Linked DNA regions of Sus scrofa: all the other regions are linked to region 3. A link is a contact called in public Hi-C and promoter capture Hi-C data. All regions are on one chromosome and are shown on one strand. The core of a region is the stretch at or near the end of the contact, and the rest is flanking DNA. Distances in the headings are between cores, read along the strand shown. Region 1 holds the start of POP5 (ribonuclease P/MRP protein subunit POP5). Region 2 holds the start of SRSF9 (serine and arginine rich splicing factor 9). Region 3 holds the start of RNF10 (RING finger protein 10).

What was found. Promoter capture Hi-C pulls out the DNA fragments that hold promoters and counts their contacts. Hi-C and Micro-C count contacts between places; a contact is called where the count stands out from the background.
Region 1: a promoter capture Hi-C map of liver shows a contact between it and region 3, with 2.1 times the contacts expected there. The contact joins the promoter of POP5 here to the promoter of RNF10 in region 3. A contact is called at or near these places in 1 of 5 promoter capture datasets (liver), 4 of 47 Hi-C or Micro-C datasets (embryonic fibroblasts, liver and undifferentiated spermatogonia) and 1 of 2 datasets of contacts at active chromatin or transcription factors (alveolar macrophages).
Region 2: a contact with region 3 is called in a Hi-C map of embryonic fibroblasts, with 2.0 times the contacts expected there. The contact joins the promoter of SRSF9 here to the promoter of RNF10 in region 3. A contact is called at or near these places in 3 of 5 promoter capture datasets (fetal liver, fetal skeletal muscle and liver), 7 of 47 Hi-C or Micro-C datasets (embryonic fibroblasts, fibroblasts, heart right ventricle and 2 more) and 2 of 2 datasets of contacts at active chromatin or transcription factors (alveolar macrophages and skeletal muscle).

Annotation. Positions count from the first base shown.
Region 1 is chr14:40,522,956-40,527,644 of Sscrofa11.1, reverse strand. It overlaps POP5 (ribonuclease P/MRP protein subunit POP5), which reads left to right and starts at 1,711. Exons shown (of 5, transcript XM_001925378.5): 1 at 1,711-1,842; 2 at 1,916-2,058; 3 at 3,460-3,609; 4 at 3,793-3,876; 5 at 3,979-4,631. The coding sequence starts at 1,823. The coding sequence ends at 4,094.
Region 2 is chr14:40,432,184-40,436,384 of Sscrofa11.1, reverse strand. SRSF9 (serine and arginine rich splicing factor 9) reads left to right here and starts at 2,435. Exons shown (of 4, transcript NM_001195566.1): 1 at 2,435-2,650. The coding sequence starts at 2,463.
Region 3 is chr14:40,478,508-40,482,759 of Sscrofa11.1, reverse strand. It overlaps RNF10 (RING finger protein 10), which reads right to left and starts at 1,521. Exons shown (of 17, transcript XM_013982944.2): 1 at 897-1,521. The coding sequence starts at 1,053. COQ5 (2-methoxy-6-polyprenyl-1,4-benzoquinol methylase, mitochondrial) reads left to right here and starts at 2,174. Exons shown (of 7, transcript XM_003483435.4): 1 at 2,174-4,252. The coding sequence starts at 4,129.

The sequences.
Region 1 (4,689 bases), core at 462-2,961, 45 kb before region 3:
GGGTGGGGGGAAAAAAGCCTGGTCCCTCAGCAGGGCTGCTGTTCTCCTTCCTCAGCATCACTCTTTTACGGTGGTGAAGAGTGAGAGGTGGAAAAATTGAGAACTCACTTCAGATCTCTCAGACAATCTATTGTGAAATCCGACTCTCTCTTCTGGTTCACAGGGCCAGCTAAGTCGATGACAATGACACAAATAGCCAGGGATGTGTATAAAGAGCTAGTTACAAGGCTGGACAACTAAGTACTGGCTATAACAAGAAAATCTGGAATTAATTTAAATATCCATCATGGAAATATTGACTAGATCAGCAGTGGTACATCCAAACAATGCAGTCTGGGGCAACTGAAAAATAACTTTGTAGAACAGCTGGCATGAAAATATAGTCAAATGACAAGAATGAATCTTACAGACATTATGTTGAAAGAAAGGAGCCAGACATGCACGCACACACACACAAATATGCTGCTGGAGATTTACATTTATATAAAGTTCCAGAAGAGAAAAAGCTAATCTGTCATGACAGAAGTCAGAATATAGGCTACTTCTGGGAAGGTTTTTGGCTCGGAAGAGAGCACAGGAACCTTCCTGAGTGTTGGAAATGTTCTATCTCTTAATCTGGGCAGTGGTTGCAAAAGTTTATACATATATAAAAATTCATTGAGTTATGCACTTAATATGCATTTTATGTATGTTATGCCTCAGTTTTTAAAAAGATATTCAATGTGAGGGGAAAGAAGAGTAGTAAACAGTATGATCCTATTCTTAAAAAGAAAATGGAAAATATAAATTATCATACAGTGGAAGGTACATCTCGTACCTTTTTTGTCTCAGGGCCCCTTTCCATTCTTACTAAATTATTGAGGATCCCAAAGAGCTTTTGTTATGTGAAATATATTGATACTCACTATGTTTATTAAAACAGAAATGTTTAAAACACCATGCACAATTCTCTTAGCCATCAGAGCAATGTCAGCACATGTCACTGGCCTCTGGAAAACTTTACTGTCCACTCAGAAAGTGAAAACAGCAAGTAACACCTTAGTGTTACTACAAAAGTAATTTGACCTCGGGGGACTCCCTAAAAGAATCTGGGAAAATCCAGTGGTTCCTGGACTTCACCTGGAAAACCACTGGAACAGGGGTAAAATGTTGGAAGAAAATCCACTACATGATAAATTATTCTCTCTAGGTGCTGGGATTATAACTTATTTTTATTTGCTTCTTTGTGCTTTTCTGTTTAAAAACAAAAACAAAAAACAAACCAAAATAACCAGAAAATATAACGACCACGGATTGTTTTTGCAAAAAAACAAAAAAACAAACAAAAAAAAACAAGCCAATACACCCAACTCCATAAGGTTATTGAAAGGCCTAAACAGTAATAACATATTTGGCTGTATGGAGAAATTAAACCGAGCTCCAAACTGAGAATAAGAGTCCGATTTCCCCTATCAATCCCTGGCCTGGGGGGTGCAAGGTCTTGTGCTCAAATGTTCCACCGTCCAGCTTGGGTACTATGTTGCAAGGTAATGGAACGTCCTGGAGGTTCCAAATGCCTCAGCTGCATCCTAAACAGCAAACTCTGGCGTGGAGCACAACCACTCATCACAACGGGTTCAGTTGAAAGTCTAAGCGAAGAAATGAGCAGGACGCCTGCGCTCGGCAGAGGGAGGCGGAGCTCAAAGGAGACTGACACGGGGCTCCGCCTACATTCTAGTTCCGCCTCCCTCTCTGAGTGGCTGCCAGGCCAACTTCCCATTGGCCGCCGACGAGAAGGCAGACATCCGGTTTGAGTGTCTGGACGCCCGAGGCGGATACGAACATGGTGCGCTTCAAGCACAGGTAAGCAACCCTTATTCCTGTCCCTGCGGTCCTGGCCCCGGCCCAGCACTCACCGCCCTCTCGCCTGCCCCAGGTACCTGCTTTGCGAAGTGGTGTCTGAGGACCCCCGCTGCCGTCTGAATCTGGAGGACCGAGTGCTGGGCGGCCTAGTACGGGACACGATCGCGCGCGTGCACGGAACTTTCGGCGCGGCCGCCTCCTCCATCGGCTTCGCGGGTGCGAGGGTGTTGGGGAACCAGGAGGATGGCGGGATCTGGAGGGAGCAGTGGCCATTGGAGGGAGAAAGAAGGGGCACGGGCGACCTTGGAAGCTGCCAAGCCCTGTGCACCATTTTATGTAGGGTGTCGTCCTTTTTAGGAGTTTCAGAACCCGAGCCTGAGGTCTGCTTGAGTCCAAACTTAAGCGGAGAGCTAATACCAGTAGGCAGTGGGCAGAAAATACCAGTCGGCAGAAACCCCTATACTATTTGACGTGTGGTTTTTGATTGAGTTTAATAGGATGATGAAAACTAAATGAGGAAAGACTTGTATAGTTCCGAGTAAGTTATTTGACGGGTTACTTTGACATCATATGAAAAAAGCATTGTCAGAATTACCCCTGAAAAGCCCTGCATAGGGGCCTGTGAAGTACAGAATACACAGTTGTGTGTATGTGTAAATGCAAGAGAGGACCCTCCTCCACAACCACACTATGTAAATTCATTCCGTTTTTTACCATATGCTTGAAATTGAAATCTGGAGAAGGTAATGTACCTAGAGGCAACCCTTCTACCAAGGTGAGACTCGGTTGCTGGAAGAACCTACATAGCCCAGTTGCAGAACTTGTTTTTCAGCTAAGGGAAAACATCCTTCTGAAGAGTATGGATTTCTGCCACCCCCCTCCTTGGGTTAACTAGTTTGTGAATTAAAAGTGCATTTTAGGAGTTCCCTTTGTGGCTCAGCAGTTAAGGAACCTGACTAGGATACAGGAGGATGCATATTAGACCTCTGGCCTCTCTCAGTGGGTTAAGGACTCAAGGTTGCCCTGAGCTGTGTAGGTGGCAGAGGCAGCTTCGATCCCGAGTTGCTGTAGCTGTGACATAGGCCTGCAGCTTTAGCTGATTCAACCTCTAGCCTTGGAACTTCCATATGCCATGGGTGTGGCCCTAAAAAGCAAAAAATTAAATTCTAAATTCATTCACCAATTCTGAGTGGTATGTAAAGGCCCTAGATGTTATTTATCTCCCATTATTTTCCTTCAGAAATCAGTTTTTACTCATTGATGGCATCCCAAGTGCCACCGCCTTGAATGTTTTCTGGTACATAGGCTCTCAGTTACCTGAAGATTTTTTTTTTTTTTTGCTTTTTTTAGGGCTGCACCCACAGCATGTGGAGGTTCCCAGGCTAGGGGTCGAATCGAAGCTACAGCTGCCAGCTTACACCACAGCCACAGTCTACACCATAGCTCATGGCAACGCCAGTTCCTTAACCCACTGAGCAAGGCCAGGGATCGAACCAGCAACCTCATGGTTCCTAGTCAGATTTGTTTCCGCTACGCCATGACAGGAACTTCTACCCTAAGATTTTAAACGTGCTCCTGAGAATCCATTTTCCCAAAATGATTTTTTTCCTGCTGCAGTGCGATACCTCAATGCCTATACCGGAATAGTGCTACTTCGATGCCGGAAGGAATTCTATCGGCTCGTGTGGTCAGCTCTTCCCTTCATCACATACTTGGAGAACAAAGGACACCGTTATCCGTGTTTTTTTAACACCTTACACGTGGGAGGTAGGGGTGCATGTGTTATGGCTGCTGATTTTCAATAGGAAACAGGTTCAGAGTTCAGTCTTCAATAGTGGGTGGGTCCTCCTGCTACCTTGCCAAGAGCAAGATAATTTTTCCTAGCTCTGCAAGACTCTGAGGCAAACACCTTTTGCGAGCTGTTGACTGCAAAGCTCTTTCTTGTGTCAGGTACAATTAGAACATGTCAGAAGTTCCTCATTCAGTACAATAGGAGACAGCTGTTGATTTTGTTGCAGAACTGCACTGATGAAGGTAAGCCCTGCTAGCCCCGTGCCCACTGAGCAGTGACTGACCTCCTCCAGCTGAATGAGAGGTCACTTCCAGAGACTTTAATAATCCATGCTCTTTCTCCAGGAGAGCGGGAAGCTATCCAGAAGTCTGTTACAAGAAGCTGTTTACTAGAAGAGGAGTCCACTGGGGAGGAGCTTTCAGATAGTGGCGGTGAGGAGGCTGCTGAGACAATGGAGTGAACTTTTGCAGGCTGCGTTGCGCCTAAGCTTCAGGGCCTACTTGTTGGACAGGGAATTCTGGGAGGCACTAGCACCTTCTACAGTTCTCAAACTGGATGACTGCTGATCAGTGGCCAGTTACCAGCTCAAAATGAATTGACTTATTGTTTAAAACTTGCCGGAGTTCCCGTCGTGGCGCAGTGGTTAACGAATCCGACTAGGAACCATGAGGTTGCGGGTTCGGTCCCTGCCCTTGCTCAGTGGGTTAACGATCCGGCGTTGCCGTGAGCTGTGGTGTAGGTCGCAGACTCGGCTCGGATCCCTTGTTGCTGTGGCTCTGGCGTAGGCCGGTGGCTACAGCTCCGATTCGACCCCTAGCCTGGGAACCTCCATATGCCGCGGGAGCGGCCCAAGAAATAGCAACAACAACAAGACAAAAAAATAAATAAATAAATAAATAAAATAAAACTTGCCAAAGTCACCTTTACCCAGCATTACCTGGTTAAGTAGTTCTGCAGGTGGTGAAGTTCCTGTAGATATATACATCTTTTTATCTAATTGCCTGGCTGCAAGCAGGTTTATTCAGTGTATTTGGCAGAGTTCCCACTGTGGCTCA
Region 2 (4,201 bases), core at 1,186-3,685, 47 kb after region 3:
GACACTTAAACTGAAAGTCCCCACAATGGCATTCTTTGACCAGTTTAATAGATTCCTTCAGAATATATACTTATATGTGTATATGTACACCACTTTAAACTCATTTTAATTATAACTAAATTAGCATGAACTTAATATACTTCAAAACATTTAATACTTAACATTCAATATTATTGTTTGAACCACTCCCTTATTATCAAGGTTTAATGTTTTTAATTGCTCAAAATGCAATGAACATACAAAATTTATTGAGAATTTATGTCCTTGTGATAAAATCCTATAGTGCAATTACTGGATCAAGAGGTATATGAATATGGTCGGGGCCTGATATATACCATCAATCTGTCTTCCAAAAAGGCTATTATACACTAATAGTTATGTGTGGATGACTAATATTTTTTTTACCACACTTGTGGCATGTGGAAGTTCCCAGGCTAGGGATCCAACCTGGAGCCACAGGAGTGAAAATGCCGGATCCTTAGCTGTTAGGCCACAGGGAACTCTGAATTTTTTGTTTATTTGTTTGATTTTTTTTTTTTTTTTTTTGGCAGCATATGGAGTTCCCAAGACTCAGATCCCAGCCTCAGTTGCGACCTATACCAGATCCTTTAACCCACTGTGCAGGGCTGAGGATTTTACCTGCATCCCAGAGCTCCAGAGACACCACCAATCCTGCTGCACCACAGTGGGAACTCTTGTTTGTTTGATTTTTAAAGGCTAAGAGATGGTATAACTACAAATCAACTACATTGAGATTAAATATTGGGTTTTATTCTCTTGCTTCTGCTGGCACTAATGGAATATGTTTATATTTCCTAACTCCCCCCATTTTGTTTGTTTACTCATTGCTTTTTAGGGCCACGCCTGGCAGCATATGGAAGTTTCCAGGCTAGGGGTCAAATCAGAGCTGTAGCTGCCAGCCTACACCACAGCCACAGCCATGCCAGATCTAAACCCAGTCCGAAACCTATATCACAGCTCAGGGCAACCACGGGATCCTTAATCCACTGAGCGAGGCCAGGGATGGAACCTGCATCCTCATGGATACTAGTCAAATTCATTTCCACTGAGCCAGGACAGGAACTTCTCCCGCATTTTATTAGGAAAGTTTTCAAATATACAGAAGGGTTGAAAGAATGGTACAGGGAACACACTGAATACACCCGTCATCTAGATTCTACAGTTAACATTCTGCTGCGTTTACTTTCTCACATATCTACCCATCCAACAATTCAGAGGTTTCATTTTCAACATGAAACATCTTTCTAGATCAAGACTCTTTAGATGCAAGGCCTCATTCTTTTTTTTTTTTTTTTAAGGGCTACACGCGTGGCATATGGAGGTTCCCAGGCTAGGGGTCAAATCGGAGCTACAGCTGCAGGCCTACACCACAGCCACGTCTGCGACCTACACCACAGCTCAGGGCAACGCTGGATCCTTAACCCACTGATCGAGGCCAGGCATCAAATCTGCATCCTCATGGATGCTAGTCAGATTTATTTCCGCTGAGTCAGGATGGAGAACTCCAAGGCCTCACTCTTTTAACGTCAGTGCTTTGCACTATGGAATGTAAATGTGGAAACGTTCCAAAGTACGGGACTACCTTAAGCTCCTGAGCTTCTGAAGGACTCAGCGCGCAGGCTGGAAGCGTAGCCATGGGTTCTAAACCCAACCCCATTAGGATACACACGTTTTCTCACCTGTGACATTGCAATCCCTCCATGCTGGGTGAGGATTAAAAGCACAGATCTTGAGAAGCACTCTATAGTGACGGTCGCTATAGTTTTGTTTCTTTTACTTCCTCCTAGTCTCCGATAAGCTTCGAGTCCAAGCTACCGGGCCCACCTCAGGTCCCTCACATCCATTTTAGCCCGCCTTACACCCTTAGTTCTAAGCAACAGTAAAATAGGGACAGGGTGGCCCGGAAGGCTACAGACCTGAGGCTGAGGGCCGCGATGGCTGCTGGGGGGTCGCCCTGAGGCCCCGGCCGACTTCCTCTCTCCGGCGCCCCGCACGCGGAGTGACGGCCCGCGGGGGTTGCCCTGGTTTCTACACCCTCGTCATATCAGTAAGTGCTCACAAAAGCCTATGAGGTAGACAGCGCTACATAGGGAGAAAACTGAGGCCCAGGAAGCCTGAGTCACTTGCCCAAGTCCACGCAGCTGGCGAGTGACTGAAGTGAATCCAAAACGCCCGACTCCAAGGTCTCGCTCTCTCCAGCCGCCAGGGTCCCACTTTGCACCTACAGGGGGCGCCGGCTTGCACGCACGCGCAGTCGTTGTGGCCGCGTCCCCTTTAAGAGGGTTCCTTTTGCCTCCTCCGACCCCTTCGCTTCCGCTCGCCTTCCCACAATGCTGTGCGGCTGAGTGCCTCCGAGCCCGCGGGGACGCTGCGGGGGGACCCCGGCTGAGGCGGCGGCGGCGACGTGGGCTGCGGCGGGCCCGCGGCGTCGGGCGGTGCGGATGTCGGGCTGGGCGGACGAACGCGGCGGCGAGGGCGACGGGCGCATCTACGTGGGGAACCTTCCGACAGACGTGCGCGAGAAGGACCTGGAGGACCTGTTCTACAAGTACGGCCGTATCCGCGAGATCGAGCTCAAGAATCGGCACGGCCTCGTGCCCTTCGCCTTCGTGCGCTTTGAGGACCCCCGGTGAGGCCCCCGCACCGCCCGCCGGCCTAAGGCCCTGTGCCCCCTCCTTCCCTCATCCCCCATCCCTTTCCCGGGCCTCCCCTCCCTCCGCGCCGTAGACCCTTCACGGCGCCCCCGGGTGGAGGCTGAGGCCTCTCACCGCGGGACTCTGGGCCGTCCTTTAATCCGTCGTCACTTCCTCTGTTATTATTTTTTACTTTACTTAAAAACATAAAAGGCGGACCTTGTGAGGACCCAAGCCCGCCCAGACAGGCCTCCGCGATAGTACAGACGGGCGTTCTCTCCCTCACAGCCGGACAAGCACCCTTCGCGGGTAGCGGCCCAAGGCTTGAGAAGCTTGGCCCCTGAGCTGGCCCGGGAGAGGACTGGGTGAGGAGCAGAAGTAGTCGGTCGCCCTCCCTGGCCACCCCACCCCCAGCTGGAACTCTCCGTTGGCAGGGAGCTTGGTGCGGGAGTATGGATGCCTTTCGAGGGGGCTTTTGATGGAACAGATCGCCAGCCTCAGGGACTCGTTCTTATAAAAGCATCAGGGATTTGGGGAAACTTCTAAAACAGTCTGTTGGCATCTCTGATGTCACTCTGTCTTCTCTATTGCGGGAGGCAACTCTGGATGCTAAGGGCCCCGGGGAGTTGGAAGCTCTCGATCCTGAAACCAGCTCGAAGGAATCTTTGGTTTTGTAAAGAGTGTCGGCCCTTGGCCCAGAAAAGGCCTGAGGACTTTCAAAACTGAGGTTGGTGGTTCTTAGAAGTCACTGCACTGTGCTGCTTACCTCACTCGGGGTAAATCCAAACCCGTTCTCCATTTTTTAGCATTGTCTCAGGAAGCACGTTGCCTAGTCTGTGCCCTGTGGGCTTCACTCCGAAGACTGCCCCTGGGTCCGGGGTGGTGGTAGGAGGCAAGGGGAGCCTCGGGAGATGGGGAGGCAGGACGCATCTTGAGGTTTTGATGGCTGAAGATTCTGACAGTTCATCCCTAGTGTCTTATCATTTGCCTCAAAAGTGAAACTAGGCATCTTCACACCTAAGGTGGAAAAGGTTGCAGTTCTATTAATTAGTAATACAGTTCTAGGATTTTTTTTTTTTAACTGATGCTATGTGTCATACACCATGTTATGTATTATTTAGCATTTTCAACAGCCTATAAAATGGGTGCTTTTAATCACATTTTACAGATGAGGAAACTGAGGATTTAGAATTGATAAAAGAGAGGACTACTAAGGGAAGGTAGAATTTGACTCCCCTCTTCTGCTCCTTTGAATACAGTCTTACTATATGACATGCCTCATTGTCATCTCTTCCTTCATTCCTTTCATAGTAGAAAAGTTACCTTTTGATATTACTAAATGCCAAGTTTCAAGCAAAGCACTCCACACATAGTATCTTATTTAATCCTTATAAAAAACCTTATGAGACAGGCCATATTACTCACGTTTAATTTTAAAATCTTTTTTTTTTTTTTTTGTCTTTTTGCTATTTCTTTGGGCCGCTTCTGCGGCATATGGAGGTTCCCAGGCTAGGGGTCGAATTAGAGCTGTAGCTGCTGGCCTACAC
Region 3 (4,252 bases), core at 272-2,771:
GAGGTAAAAGCCCAGCCCAGCCATGGAAAGCCCTCAATAAATGGTATATATTATCATCACGAGCGTCAAAATTTAATACAAAGAAGCGTGACTACAGAAATGACAAAAAGTCTTCCCTATAAAAGGACACTATTCTAGCCTAAGATAGGGAAACAGGCCTGATGTGTAGCTGGTGCATAAAAGGTGTCAGAGAATCTCCTAAGTCCTTAGTTCAACTGGTTTCTAAGTTAATTTAATTCTCATTATCTCCACCCTTATAGGTAAAGAAATAGAGACACTCACTCAAGGTCTGGCAAACCTAAGACGACTGAGTCCAAAGCCTGCGCTCTTAACCGTTACTCCATAGTAAACGAAGCCATTCAAAGACAAGTCCTCTTCATCTGGGGAGATCCGGAACCAGGTAATTCAATAGGAGATTTGAGTTGACATATCCTTTGGCCCCACCCTCCCCTGTTTAAACTTGAACACTACCCAATGCTAATAACATTGAAGGGTAGATCAATTTAGTGGTTTTAGATGCGTGCACTGACAAACCAGGTTTTAGATGCGTCAGACAAACCAGGTCTTCAGGCCTGCTGCTAAGCACCTACTAGCTGGGTAACCTTACCTTTTATGAACCTCAGTTTCCTCGTCCGCAAAATGTGGTTAAGAATAGTACCCACTTCCCCGAGCGGTTTCGAGCATTAATGCAAAGATTTACGTAAACCACGCAGCACAGTACTCATTAAATGTTAACTAGAAGCAATGGAAGCCACGGAAAAGAAGGAAAAAACAAGAACGAGAGTAGAAAGCGGAGCCCTGTCCCTGGGTGACCCAGGAGACATTCGAGAGAGAATCCTCCCCAGTATTTAGGGGCAGTTGCCCCCCCGCCCACCGCCGTGGGAGCCCGCCCTTACCGCTCTTGGGTTTAGACTCGCCGGCCGGCCCCGCCGAGGCGGAGCGGGGCGGCTGTTGCCCTTTGCTGCTGCCCGAAGAGGTGGAGGAGCTGCTGGAGCCGCTGTTCTTGTCCATGTCGGAGGCGGTGGCGGCGGCGTTGGGGGAGCTCTGCGGCATCAACAGGGGCCTTGGCGGCGGCGGCGGTCGGAGCGAAGCGGGCGCGGCGGAGACCCAGGCTCATGGCGTTCAGGGCCGGCGGGGGTCGGCGGCGGCAGCGGTTCTCGGCCTTCATGGCGACATTTTTCCCTGTTTCCTTCCTTGGCTTCTCAAACTGGAAGGAGAAGCGGCGGGCGGGGCTGTTGAGCCCGGCGGCGGCGGTGACTGAGAAGGAGGAGGAGGCCGGGGCTCGGAGGTCCGGGCCGGGCCTGGCGGGGCGGAGGCTGCAGGGGAAGGGGAGGCGAGGGAAGGTGCGCGAGCCCCGCCGGCCGGCCGGACACGCTCTCCCGCCGCGAGGCAGGGGAGAGGGCTGGCTGTCTTGGTGCCGGGGACAGGTGTCTCCGACACAGCGATCGACACTCGCCTCTGGGCCGAGGCCGAGCTGCTCCGGGAATGGCGACGAGTCGCCAAACAGCATCTCGAAGAACCCGGATGGAGTGTATATATAGTGGCTCTGTGGGAGTGAGGCATACTGGGAAATGTAGTTTTCTTCCTACATCCGGGTACAGTGTCTTTTTTTGTTGTTTGTTCCTTTTTTCTCAGCAAAATGTGAGCGGTCTTAAAGAATGATGGGACTTGCAGTCCAGGTTTTAGTCTTAGTACACTAATATGCATAACAATAATATACACTAAAAATTCATCCAAACATTGAATACCTGTGGAACTCCTTTATTGAATAATTGTTAATTCATAGTTCTTATTCTAGATTTAATATCAATTTATTTATGGCTTATTCAATCTCCTGATAATGATAATAGTGACAATAATGACAATACATTACATTTAATATCACTCCACAGCACTTCCTCATACAATTACTTAATTTCATTGTTGTCTTTTATTAATATAAATCATTGTTAATATTTCACTTTATTGGTAATAACTGGTAATAATTATAGATATACTTGAGTGCTTACCATTAGCAGACACTGCTCTGTGCAGTTTATTTATCCTCACATTAACAACAAAAAAATTTTCTTTAGCCACACCTGGGGCATGCGGAAGTTCCTGGGGCCAGGGGTCAACCCCCCAAATAAGCAGTTCTCCATTTTACAGATATGGACACTTGAAGCTTAGAAAATCACATATTTATTTTAGAAATCATTTTATGTATTTTAGATACCCGTCTGTACTTTGAAAACAACCGTGGTAGCTTGAAAGTCAAAGGATCAAAGAAACACACCGTAAAAAAGATGTACAAATATTCTCATAAGTATAACAATAAATAAGGCTAACCTTAGCCAGTTAGAAACATATTATATGCCAGACACTGTGCTGAGAACAAGGAATTCCAAAATACATTAATGGAAGACTGTGGGAGTTCCCGCTGTGGCTCAGTGAAAGGAACCTGACGAGTATCCATGAGGATGCAGGTTGGATCTCTGGCCTGGATCAGTAGGTTAAGATTCTGGGGTGGCCGTGAGCTGTGGTGTAGGTCACAGACCCAGCTGGGATCCCACATTGCTGTGACAGTGGGTAGGCCGGCAGCTGCAGCTCAGATTGGACCCCTAGTCTGGGAACTTCCATATGCATGTGCAGCACTGGAAAAAAAAAAAAAAATCTACTCACTTATGATGGAGCAAGATAATGTGAGAAAAAAGAATGTATATAGGTATGTGTAACTTGGTCACCTTGCTGAACGGTAGAAAACTGACAGAACACTGTAAACCAGCTATAATGGAAAAAATAAAAATCATTATTAAAAAAACAAAACAAAACTGTGTCTGATCCCTCGCCCAGGACCTCCATAAGCTGAAGGGCAGCAAAAAAAGAGAGAGAAAGAACACTTTTTTTTTTTTTTTTTTGCTTTTTAGGACCGTATCAGTGGCATATGGAAGTTCCCAGGCTAGGGGTCGAAATGGAGCTGTAGCTGCCAGCCTACCCACAGCCACTGTCACTAGGGATCCCAGCTGTGTCTGTGACCTGCATAGAAACTCACGGCACCAACTCCATCCGGATCCTTAACCCACTGAGCAAGGCTAGGAATTGAACCTGCATCCTCTTGGATACTAGTCAGGTTTGTTTCTGCTGAGCCACAATGGGAACTCCCCCTTCTATTACTTTTAAAAATAAAAGAAAGGGGAAAGAGAGAAATCTCAGTGCAGTTCTTCCAAACGCAAGCAGCAGGTGTCCATCTGTCAGGCTTCATTAAACCAAGTAGAGATTTTTCATTTTCGAAATGGTCCCTTAGGGTCCTTAGCGCTTTTTCCTTGTGAAACATTTACAGAAAACATACATTTAAAGAGAATTAAAGCAGAAAAGTACAGGAATCCAAGTAAAACACCACCTCCATCCTCTTTTGGGAAAGATGGTCTACATTACCCTTTCCATATAAGAGAAAAAGAAAATGTAGGGTTGAAGTAAAACATTCATGCTAGGCCAGTTAGAGCTAGAAATGTAGTTTTGTGATAGCAGGAGAGGGAACCTGCCTGGCGTTTGGTTGTGACTTAGACTATATACCAGAGCTTTCCTTCCCATTTAATGAACTTCATATGTTCGTAAAATTCAAAGACCAAAGAACAGTCTTTCCTGTGTATTATTCAGAGTAGTCTAGCATATATTTCTCAAGATTGGACTGCAAATCCCTCACACAGAAATCATCAGAGAAATTTGGTCAAACAGACTCCCACTATCCATACCAGATTTACGGATTCAAAATCTCTGGTATTTTGGACCCAGGTATTGGCACTTTAAAGATCAAAACAGGTGATTCTTATGCACACCAAAGATTTCGAAAATAAACCCTGTAATCTTAGCCTTTCACCACACTGTTACCTCTGTTTGCACACTTCTGCACCAGAAAACAAGAGTTACTCGGTATCTTGAGAGCAAGTACCACAGGTTGGCAAGATTCAGAGTTATGGCCTCTGTGAGGTGATGGGGGTTTTCCCTAAGTTCTGCTCATTCCTGGTGAATTCTATATTCAATTTGGGGAAAAAGAGGAAAAGGGTTTTCGGGTACTCAAAGACTTAATGTCCTCTGGATCCCAGAGATCCTGCAGCTTAATATCAGGTTTCGGGACGCGTTCAGCTAATAATGTCTCCGGCCGGCCGCCGTCACCCATCGAATGAAGCAACGCGACGTGCTGTCTGGCGGCGGTCACTCGACTGCAAGATGGCGGCCCCCAGAAGCTGGGCTCTATGGAGCTTCTGCTGCTGTC